Regions from separate parts of the Mus musculus genome. Here region 2 is linked to region 1. A link is a contact called in public Hi-C data. All regions are on one chromosome and are shown on one strand. Each heading gives the region's core, a stretch centred on a gene start, on an enhancer-like site or on the middle of the called end of the contact. The rest is flanking DNA. Distances are from core to core; before and after follow the strand shown.

Region 1 (5,418 bases), core at 799-3,298:
CTTTATCACTGAGGCAGAGCAAATCATTACTGATAATTTAATCAGAAGATGGGTAAGACTTTACAAGCCCCAAGAAGAACAGTAACATGGTTTCCAGAGGGAGATGTTATAATTATAAACAGAAAAGTGCAAGTTCAGAATAATTCCAGGAATTCTGGCAGCTGAAGGAAAGGTGTAGTTTTAGTCCTGAGCAGAACACATCATTTATTAATTCTCATCCTTTCATCTTTAATCTATAGATTCTAAATTCAGCGAGATGGTCTAAGAATATTCTGGTCACAAGTTCAAAAACCTCTTGTCAGAATGATTCCATAAGAGCTCACCAAAGATCCATGTGGGCCCGAATAAGGGTTCCCGGTCCATTTTTCAACTGTGGAAATGTCAACGCTTAAGGCCCAGGTTCCCATGTTACAACAGAGTCAGGTTCTGTTTATTTCCTAGCTGGCCAGTTTGGAGGTTTCTGTCTTTCCAGGAAGCATGCCGACTTTTCGTAGACTCGGGGTGAGATCAGATGAATACCACCTAGCTCTGCAGATGGACGCCGAAGAACAGTAATTCTCTGAACTCTATTGCCTGTGCCAGAGGAGAGAGGTGATGAAAGGCATAGGTCTGCAGAACAGCAACAAGGACTGCATCTACAACTCTTCTGTGTGATAGAAAAAAGCTTTCTCCTTCCAAAAGGCCTGATACACCTCTGAAGTCATCCTGTAGGCTCACCCCTCCCCGAGCTCTCTGGGTTTGTTTGTTTGTTTGTTTGTTTGTTTTCTTTAATCATTTTTTACAGTCCATTCTTCATTCCCCTCCCAGAAGGTTCCCCCAACTGCTCCCCATTCCATATCTCCCCGCACCCTTCCCCCAGGTCTCCAAGAGAATGTTCCCATACCCCACCTCCCACCCCACCAGGCCCCTCCACTCCCTGGGGCCTCGATTCTCTCTCAATGGTTAGTTGCATCTTCTCTCACTGAGGCCAGACCAGCAGTCCTCTGCTGTATATGTATGTGTCGGGGTCCTCCAGCTTTCTGTTTTAATGCGACTTTGATTTAATACTTAGGTCCTTATATTGCATTTCTTTTAATTGCTACCTGATAGACTTTTAAGTGCTTGATAGATTTTTAAGTTTTGCTTATTACATCATTATATATTTGTCTCCCTTGTAAAGCTTACAATTTTCCACCCTGGTTTAAGGAGGGAGAAGGGGGACAAAGTGGTCGAGAGCAGTCCTAGGTACAGTTTTGAAGCTTGACAAACCGAGTTTGTCTACTTATGGCTTAAGAATGGGGACCTCTGTTTGCCCTCCTTTAACTGCAGTGTTGGGCTAGCATTAAGAATTTTTTATATAGACTCTCCAGATGTGTCCCAATTTTATTATAAAATAATCATTAATAAATATGATTATCAATTTAAAATAACTACCCACTGTGTTCATTTATAACAATTCATCTTTTAAGTATAAAAATTTAAATATTGTACAATTATTTTAAATATTTATTTACTCATTAATTTGTTAACTGTTTATTGTGTGCCAGGTCTATAATACTGTGTTATGTTGTTCTTGTTCTTGTTGTTACTGGTTTTCTTATTTAATTTTCCCAGAATTGAAAAAAATAACAAGGTAGGTGGCCTAGGGAGTCTCATTACAGCTCTATTCATTCTCTAGATTGATAATTTGGGATGGGCCAAGTAATGTTAAGTTAAGGTAAAGTTTCGAGGACTATAATAAACAGCCCCAAACTATAGAAATGTAACAGCCTACAATTAGTGAGCTTCCCTCTCTTGTTCTCTCTGTCCCTCACTTTCTAACTGCTTGTCATTGTTGGGTATAAGTTTCAAATCTATTCACCCATGAAATATATGCCCACATGTGGTTTTGCCTAGAGTAAACCCTTTGAGAGTTTCAGGCTTCTACAAGCCTATCGTCAACATAGTACAGCCTTGGCCCTAGAAAGTGCATCATAATTTGTGTCTTTTCTTGGCTGTGTACTTTTAGAATAGAGTCATAAGGAACATGGAATTTCCTGAATGACTCTCAAGGGCTTACAATGACTTCAGCCAAATGTTGAGTTGGGAGAGTTTCCCAGAACAGTGTGAGAATATCCACAGCACAAACTGTTACGCAGAGCAAGCACTCACTTTTGTTTTTTTACATGTCATAGTTACTGCTGCTCTCACTCAGAGGAGATCTCAAGGTAGAAACTAACTACTTATTTTCTCCTCCTCACGTTGTCCTGTCATTTCCAACCTTCCCGACATATTATTACCAGACCCTGAGTCCTGCAGGTTAGACGCTCTAATGCACTTCGTCTTCTCTGTCCTTTGATACAGGACATTGCTAATTTCTTCATTTGTGACTCCTCCATTTGCCTGTCCCTTCTCAAATGAAACTTCTTATGATTTTCCACCTACACTACTGTAACTCTATGAATCCCCGATTGAACTCAGTTCTACTGAGCAGCAAATATTTGCACTGTTGCCAGGAAAGTCTTCCAAACTCACATTCAGATAATGTCATTCTCTTGTTTTCAAAGTTACCACAGTTTTTCTTTGTTTACACAAGTGCATTTAAAGTCAGAAGCTGGCATCCATTTTAACCTACCTTGAAACCTTTTTGGCTTGTTGTTACCTTGTGTGTTTTATTTTCCTTTGAGTCCATTTTCCTGGCCTTCCTCTGCAGCACTGACTCTGCCTACCCTTACACAATGTCCTCCTCTTTGGACAAAAGTCCCTTCTGAGGAATTGTGAACTCAGCATTTAATGATTGGACAAAAGAGGGAATGAAATTGTCTTTTTCCCCTTGATTATATATTTGTATAAGATGGGGAACCATAAGCTTGGTGTCAACATAGTTAGTATATTTGGATTGTAGAAATAGTTTCACCTGGAAGTAACTGACTGTCAGATCTCTGCAGAGCTGCATCGAATTCCTTGCCTGCTCTCTAATCTCTATTTTTCTTCCTTCTTCCAGATTAAAGGGGCCTCTGCCATAGTACATTTTCCAGCTTACCATGTAGCTAGAAATATGCCTAATCTACTCTATTAGTTGTGTACATACTTAGCTGTATGCCTGAGTTTGGCCAACAATTTGCAAATAGACTTAATGGGTCCCATCTGTGGGTTTTACCAATATGTGCTGCTCTACTCTCTACTTTCTTCTAGATGCCTGGAAGGTCATGAAACTGGAGTGTCATTTTAGGTCTCTAAGGGAACCATTGTTGAAAATTACAGACACACCCACTTAGACCATTTTCTTTAATTTCTTTTAATTTTTTGAAAATTTAATACACGAGTATTGTACTTACATCATTTCTACCCCTCCAGTCTACTCCCTTATGCCCACATTCTCTCTCAAATTGACAATTTATTCAATTATGAACACACACACACACACACACACACACACACACACACACACACACCCTACTGAGCCTATTTAACATTGTTCATATATACATGTGTTTATGCCCGAACCTGGAACTGGATAACCTATTAGGGGATTGTCCTCAAAGAAAAGTGATTATCCTTTTTCATCAGTTGCCGTTATGAATTGTCTACATTTCTTCGTCTAGGTGTGTGTGTGGCCATGTGAATTTCTTTTATCCATATTGGCATTTCAATTGGTGATGTCAAAATGCAGGACTGGTGTAGGTGACCATGTCATTGAGATTTCATGGGTCCAAAGTCCCTATCACATTCTAGAAGATACCATCTCACATCAGGAATCCTGTCTCTTTCTCTAGCTCTTACAGTCTTCCTACAGTCTTCCTTTTCTCCAAGCCTTAAGAGTAAGGGGTGTATTGTAGATGTATCAGTTGGGATTGGGTACTTCCCACACATTTAGTTTTTACATCGTTACCAGTTATGAATCTCTGTAATAGTCTCCCTTTGTTAAAAAAAAAAAAACAAAAACAAAAACAAAAAAAAAAAAACAAAGCTACTTGATGGGGCAGGGAAGGAGCTATACTTATGTATGGGTATAAGAATAACTATTTAAAATACAGTTAAAATTATAATGGTTTAGAAAAATGATGGCAATAGGTTCTTTCCCAGGGTCTTTGTTCTCTTCAGCCATAGAGAGTTTGCTCAGTTTATAGTAAGAGTCTTGACTTCGTCTCCTAAGGAGTGGGCTTAAGTCTAGTTCAACAAGTGTTGGTTACCTTTCAGGTAAAAGTAGCAGTCATGCAGCACTGGCGATGCCTTGCCAGACCAGTCGTTGTTGTGGGAGTCGTTGTTGTGGTTTACACTGGACATAGACTGTTGGTTACTTTCCTCTCTTGGCAACTTGCATAGCACCTTCTGATATTACGAATGCTGGCTCTCAGGAAGGAGGCTTCTGAGTCAGCACAACATTTTCTTAATTGTAGGCTTTGAAGAAATGTAACTTGAGAATATTTCCAAATCTGGAAGAAACAAATTGATATTCCTGTAAAGTTCAGTAGTCAAAGAGCAAATAAGAGATCAAACCTCACACCCCAGGCAATGCCTCCGTGAGATGCTTTTCTGTCTGAACAATAGCTCTATTGAGATTAGCACAATCACTGCATATATCCTTTTCTCGATTTATAAGCACAAGTCTATGTCGAAGGGACCTCAGTACATGTGCCAAAGGAGTACCATAACCCAGGGTGCTGACATAGATACTTGTATGAACTTCTTTTTACAAAGGCTCTGTGTGTGTGTGTGTGTGTGTGTGTGTGTGTATGTGTATGACCTTGGAGTTTTCTATCACCAAAAAAATTATTTTCATGTATTTGTAAGAAATGTGATTTATTATGAAGTAAGAAATGCTGAGACAGGCAGACTTTATGAGCTGAAGGCCAGCCTGGTCTACATCAGGAACTCCAGGCCAGCCAGAGCTACATAGTTAAACCCTGTCTCAACTGAAAAAAAAAAAGAGAGAGAGAGAGAAGTTGGCTACAAAAGTCAAAATGATTTCAATCTTTCAATAATGAAATGTTTTTTCATTTGTAGTTTAAATAGCATTTTCAGGCAACAGAAAATTATGGTCATGAATGTTAATACTAAACCCAGCCTCAAACTCTCATAGAGATCTGCCTGTCTCTGCCTCCTGTGAGATGGAGGTAAAGAAATGCACCGCCACACTCCAATTTGGAAACCCCAAGTCATATAAACTTCTCACATTCTGACATTAAACAAAAACAAAAACAAATCCATTTTAAACTTCCTAGAAGAGACTTCTCTTACTCTTTCCCAGTCTTCTCTTCAGTCTTAGCACAGTTCCTGACCCACAGCAAACAAATATGTCTTTAGCGAATAGTGTGAGTCGGCCATACATGGCCGTAGCAGATGGGCAGACAGACACAGCTCTGGGACAAGGTTAAGACAATGTATGCAGAGCACACATCAAGTGACCCACATCACCCTCTTTAAAATAAAGCCCCGGTGGCTTCATCACTCAGGAGC
Region 2 (5,181 bases), core at 1,680-4,179, 650 kb after region 1:
GGTTAGGTGCATCTTCTCTGACTGAGTCCAGAGCCAGCAGCCCTCTGCTGTATATGTTTTAGGGGCCTCATATCAGCGGGGTATGCTGCCTGGTTGGTGATCCAGTGTCTGAGAGATCTTGGGGGGTCCAGGTTAGTTGAGACTGCCGGTCTTCTTATAGGGTAGCCCTCCTCCTCAGCCTCTTCCAGATTTTCCCTACTTCAACCACAGTGGTCAAAGCTCCTGTCCATTGGTTGGGTGCAAATATCTGCATCTGACTCTTTCAGCTGCTTGTTGGGTCTTTCAGAGGACAGTCATGTAGGTCCCCTTTTGTAAGCACACCATAGACTCGGTAATAGTGTCAGGCCTGTGGGCATCCCTTTGAGCTGGATCCCAATTTGGGCCTGTTGCTGAGTTTCCTCTCCCTCAGGTTCTTCTCCATTTTTATCCCTGCAGTATGTTAAAATCAAGCATTACTATCTCAACATTGCCTGTGGACAAATAAACCTTTATATAATTTTGAAGCAGACAGTCATTCTTGTTGTTGATTTGTCTTTCTGAGACACAGAACAAACCAGGAATGCATTGAACAAGGGATGCAGGTTGTGCACAGTTGGACTCACATGCCAAACTTTAACTGGGAGATGAAGTCAGATAGCACTACAGCTGTTTGGGGCAGCCATATTGGCTGTAACGAATTCTACAGAATAAGAGGAAGAAAATTGCTCAGTGAGTGCCACTTAGGAGTCCAAGATATCAGTGGCCAAGACCCGAATATAAAGAATGACAGCAAAGTGATGTGTGAGTCATGGTTAAAACACAGTGAAGCCTGGGAAGGGAACTAATAAAGGAAAATATTCCAGCACAGAGATATCTTCATGTGTCAGGTAGGATGGCAGGTAGACTAAGCGCTTTCCTATAGTTCTTACCTGGAACATCTTAGATATTCTAAAAAATGAGGAAGAGCTTGTGTATGTGCCATGAAGGAGAATGGGGAATATTGTGTAAAGTCCCAGGAGAAACTAGGAATAAAATACTTTTAAGCACAGATAAGAGAGAGATTTAGGATCTCATTTGACACATATTTGGCAGGTTTTCAAGAAGAAAAATGCAAAAATTAAAGAGTTTCAAAAGGAGAGAAGAAAATGTAATGTTGAAAGATGTATTTTAAAATATGGCTGATCTTGAAACACAAAAGGCACGGTGAACTGAATTTGACCTTCTGGAAACTTGTAGAAAGATGAATAGTTTTTCCAAAGATAGCATTTTTGTTTATCTAAATTAAATAATAAGCATTAGTCTTTCTGAAGTCGTCTGTATCCTAGATCATCTGTTTCCTTCAATAAAGTATATTTTTAGATATTTTAATCCTCAGGGTTTTTTTTCTCATTTTTCCAAATATACATTTCCCTTTTTGTTCTCTAGGGGAAACTAATGGAATGGAGTTAGTTCACTTAAAAAAAATATCAGTCATAGTTGGACATATGTATGTAATCCCTTGTATAACATTTATGACTTGAATATACCTCATAACCCAGAACATGTATAATTTTCATTTGCTGGATATATCTCTTTATTAGAAAAAGATATGCCCCAAAAGGTAAAATTAAATCTACATTTATTTGTAAAAAAATATTGTATGAACATTCTCAAAAAATTAAATAAAAATTAGTTAAAAATAGTTATGTTCAAAGTATTTTTCTTATCTAGCAACAGGTTTTAGACTAATAAGTGATAAGGCTCATTGGTAAATTTACTATGAGTTCCAAGTTTTTAGAAATAATTGAAATTTCACCCACTATAAATGTCTGTCTCTCTCTCTTTCTCTCTCTCTCTGTGTATGTGTGTATGTGTGTGTGTGTGTATGTGTGTGTATGTGTGAAAAAACTTCTTTCTCTGTGCACACACATACAGGGGTACATGTGTGTTTATATAGATTATTTTTACAGAACATTTTAGAGTTGGCTAGGAGATATAGTAGATGATTATGGTCTTATTTAAGTAATCTTTATATCTGGGAGGATCTTCTGCAAACCTGCATATATGGGAAACACAACAGTAAGTCAGGAATTCATCAAGGCAGCATATGATAATGAATGATAAACCTGGGACTCTCCCAACCTATTCCTCATCAGCATGTACAACAGAGTTTTTACAAAGCTTAAAAGTCAATTTTAACTGAATTTCACAGGTTAGGTAGGCACAGAGTGTCACCTCCTTCTCCAACAAGTCCTAGCCTCTACTTTCTTTAATGGTCAGATTGTTGACAGGTTGCCATTAGGGGTATGTTGGAATCTCTTGATGGTGTGATAAAGCAGCAGGAGGAATGGGAACAACTATAGGCATGGAAAATTATGTAAGGACACTCGTTCTTAAAATTAATAAAAAAGTTAAATCACTATCAATGTAGGCCTTCTGAATCCAACTCTGTAGCCAAAGTATATATTAATGGACTTAGATAACTAATCTTTTACAGAAGAGTTAAGTAAATCTGAGTTTGATTCAGTAATTGAGAAAGTAGCCAAGTGTAGCTCTGTCTTAGAAGTACAACTCCTTTGACGTCAATAGAAATGAGACTCCACCGTACATCCAGGGCAGGGCTCAAGATGTACATTCCTGTTGCCTGATTATATTTCTTAATAATCTCTTAATATTTATAGATAGAATGCCAAAAATCTTAAGTGTGTGCTAATCAGTTCCTAAAAGGATTAGACCTTAACTTGAAATATTAAGCCTTTGCTTATCTTGTCAAAACTCACTTTTATTGGATTCCTAATTGTTGACTTATTCCCTGTGCAGATGGTCATGGGAAGGAAGTTGTTCCTCACTTGTCCGATGTAATTTATTAGTTTGTTGACAGATTACAAAAGGCTGGGTGCTCTGGTTATCAGAGTTGATGCCTCAAATATGCCTGGGGAGTGTGTATTTTGTACTTGTACAGTCATCGTGTTACCACATGCTCTAGCCTGTTTGTTTGAATAAGGGCAAGAACATGTGCCTGGACCATTCAGAGCCCGACTGTTAGAAGGATGGTGGCTAATAAAGATAAATGCTGTGTATGCGTGGCCTCTCAAGGGAAGCACTCAACATTTATATCATGCCTTCTCATTCCAATGAGATCATAGATTCCACTATAACTCACTTGATTATTTGGTCTTAGTTTCCTATATATGCAAATACTTTAGATTACTTCCTTGCTGTTTTTTTCGTATCACAACAGAATTCCTGAAGAACTGCTGGAATTGGCAAGTGATGCAAAATCCAGGATTATCTCACCTATAAGTCATTTTCGAAGTTATTCTAAATCATCTGTAGTATTTCACTGTAAGTGTAAGTTGAGTTTTTAAAATTTTCCACCTTCTAGAAAAGGGATGTCTATTTCTATATCCTAAATCTGTTGATATTTCTGAAATTGTCTGTGCTGGTTAGTTTTGTGTCAACTTGAGTTATCTGAAAGAGTTATCTGAAAGGAGGGAACCTCAAGTGAAAAATTTCCTCAGTATCTGACTGTAGGGAATTTCTGAATTAGGGATTGATGGGGGCGGCCCCAGGCTATTGTGGTTTTATCCCTGGGCTGGTGGTCCTGGGTTCTATAAGAAAGGGGGCTGAGGAAGTCTTATGAGGAGCAAGCCAGGAAGCACCACCTCTCTGGCCTCTGCATCAACTCCTGCCTCCAGGTTCCTGCCCTGCTTAAGATCCTACCCAGACTTCCTTCAATAATGGACCAAAATATGGAAGTGTAAGAAAAATAAATACTTTCCTCCCCAGTTTGCTTTTAGTTACAGTGTTTCATCACGACAATAGTATGTCTAACTGGGACAGAAATTGCTACCAAGATTTTGGGGGTTTTGTGTGAGAGAGGAAGAGACCTTTTCTTCCTTCCTTCCTTCCTTCCTTCCTTCCTTCCTTCCTTCCTTCCTTCCTTCCTTCCTTCCTTCCTTCCTTCCTCCCTCCCTCTCTCTCTCTCTCTCTCCCTCCCTCCCTCTCTCTCTCTCTCCCTCCCCCTCCCTCCCTCCCCCCCCTCTCTCTTTCTTTCTTTTCTTTGTTTTTTCTTCTTTTGACCATTGGGCTAGAAAAGAGTTCAAAGCTTCATCAGCTGTTCTATGGAAGTTGACAAGGGATTAACTAGCTTTGTCAGTGTGACACAGGCCAGAGTTTTCTGAAAGGATAAGACTGTTGTATGCATTTTCTTAATTAGTGATCCATGGGGGAGGGCACAGCCCACTGTAGGTGGTGCTACCTCTAAGTTGGTGAACTTGGGTTCTGTAAGAAAGCAGACTGAGAAAGCTATGAGGAGCAAGCCAGTAAACAGCACTCCTCCATGGCTTCTGCATGACTTCCTGCCTCCAGGCTGCTGTCCTGTTTGAGTTCCTGTCCTGAATTTCTTTAATAATGGACTACATTGTAGAAGTGTAAGAAAAACTAAACTTTTCCTTCCCAACTTGCTTTTGGTCACAGTGTTTCATCACAACATTGATATTTTAACTAGGACATCTTTCATAATCATTTTTACATTTGAGAATGAATATTCATTATGAATCTCATCATTTCACACATAGTTATAAATAAGACGACAGAAGAGAAGTCTTCCTCTGTCAAATGACTAGAGATTAAAATTCAATGATTATACTGTGTATCCCTTCAAAAATCTAATTCATCAATCAATGTCTATCAATTAACTATTACCAATTTAAGAATATTGGAATTATATAACATAAAAATGAAACAAAGAATTTACATTGAGGAAACATTTAAAGTTATAATTATCTTTCTCTTTTTTTAAAGTTTTTCAAAACCTATTTTTAATGATGGTTCTTAAATGCTTCAACTTTCTTTGTAGCCTAACACCCACCAGAGGTAGTGGAAAAGAAAGAAAACAGAGTGTGTGGCAGGGTGGGGGTGGGGAGCTAGGGATGGTGGTAGTGAGTAGACCTGTTTAGAAAGGTTCTTTGGAGCAACTATAGTTAATCCTTCTCTGGAAGGATTCATTCATTCATTCTCTCATTCTCTCTCTCCCTCTCTCTCTCTCTCCCTCTCTCTCTCTCTCCCTCTCTCTCTCTCTCCCTCTCTCTCTCTCTCCTTCCTTTAGTATCTACCTTTCTTTGCCATGCGAAGGTTTAGTCCTAGGGTCATGGGCTTCAGTAGAACTCTGTCTGCTGTCACAGAACTCTTTATTCTGAGATAGCATGTGTGGGGGATCTA

The links. A called contact is a pair of places that touch in the nucleus more often than the background predicts.
Region 2: a contact with region 1 is called in a Hi-C map of adipose-derived mesenchymal stem cells, with 2.2 times the contacts expected there. The contact joins two enhancer-like sites.

What each region holds. Positions count from the first base shown.
Region 1 is chr14:105,742,288-105,747,705 of GRCm38.p6, forward strand. No RefSeq gene overlaps it. Among named protein-coding and RNA genes, the nearest start is that of Gm35967, 17 kb to the left of the region's middle. Within about 2 kb of position 2,049, at least 47 of the 459 cell types and tissues checked have an H3K27ac peak or open chromatin away from gene starts, as enhancers often do. A contact at or near this core is called in adipose-derived mesenchymal stem cells, where this site is marked.
Region 2 is chr14:106,391,267-106,396,447 of GRCm38.p6, forward strand. It overlaps Gm41240 (a long non-coding RNA gene), which reads left to right. Exons shown (of 4, transcript XR_001781423.1): 3 at 3,200-3,303. Among named protein-coding and RNA genes, the nearest start is that of Gm41240, 30 kb to the left of the region's middle. Within about 2 kb of position 2,930, at least 14 of the 459 cell types and tissues checked have an H3K27ac peak or open chromatin away from gene starts, as enhancers often do. A contact at or near this core is called in adipose-derived mesenchymal stem cells, where this site is marked.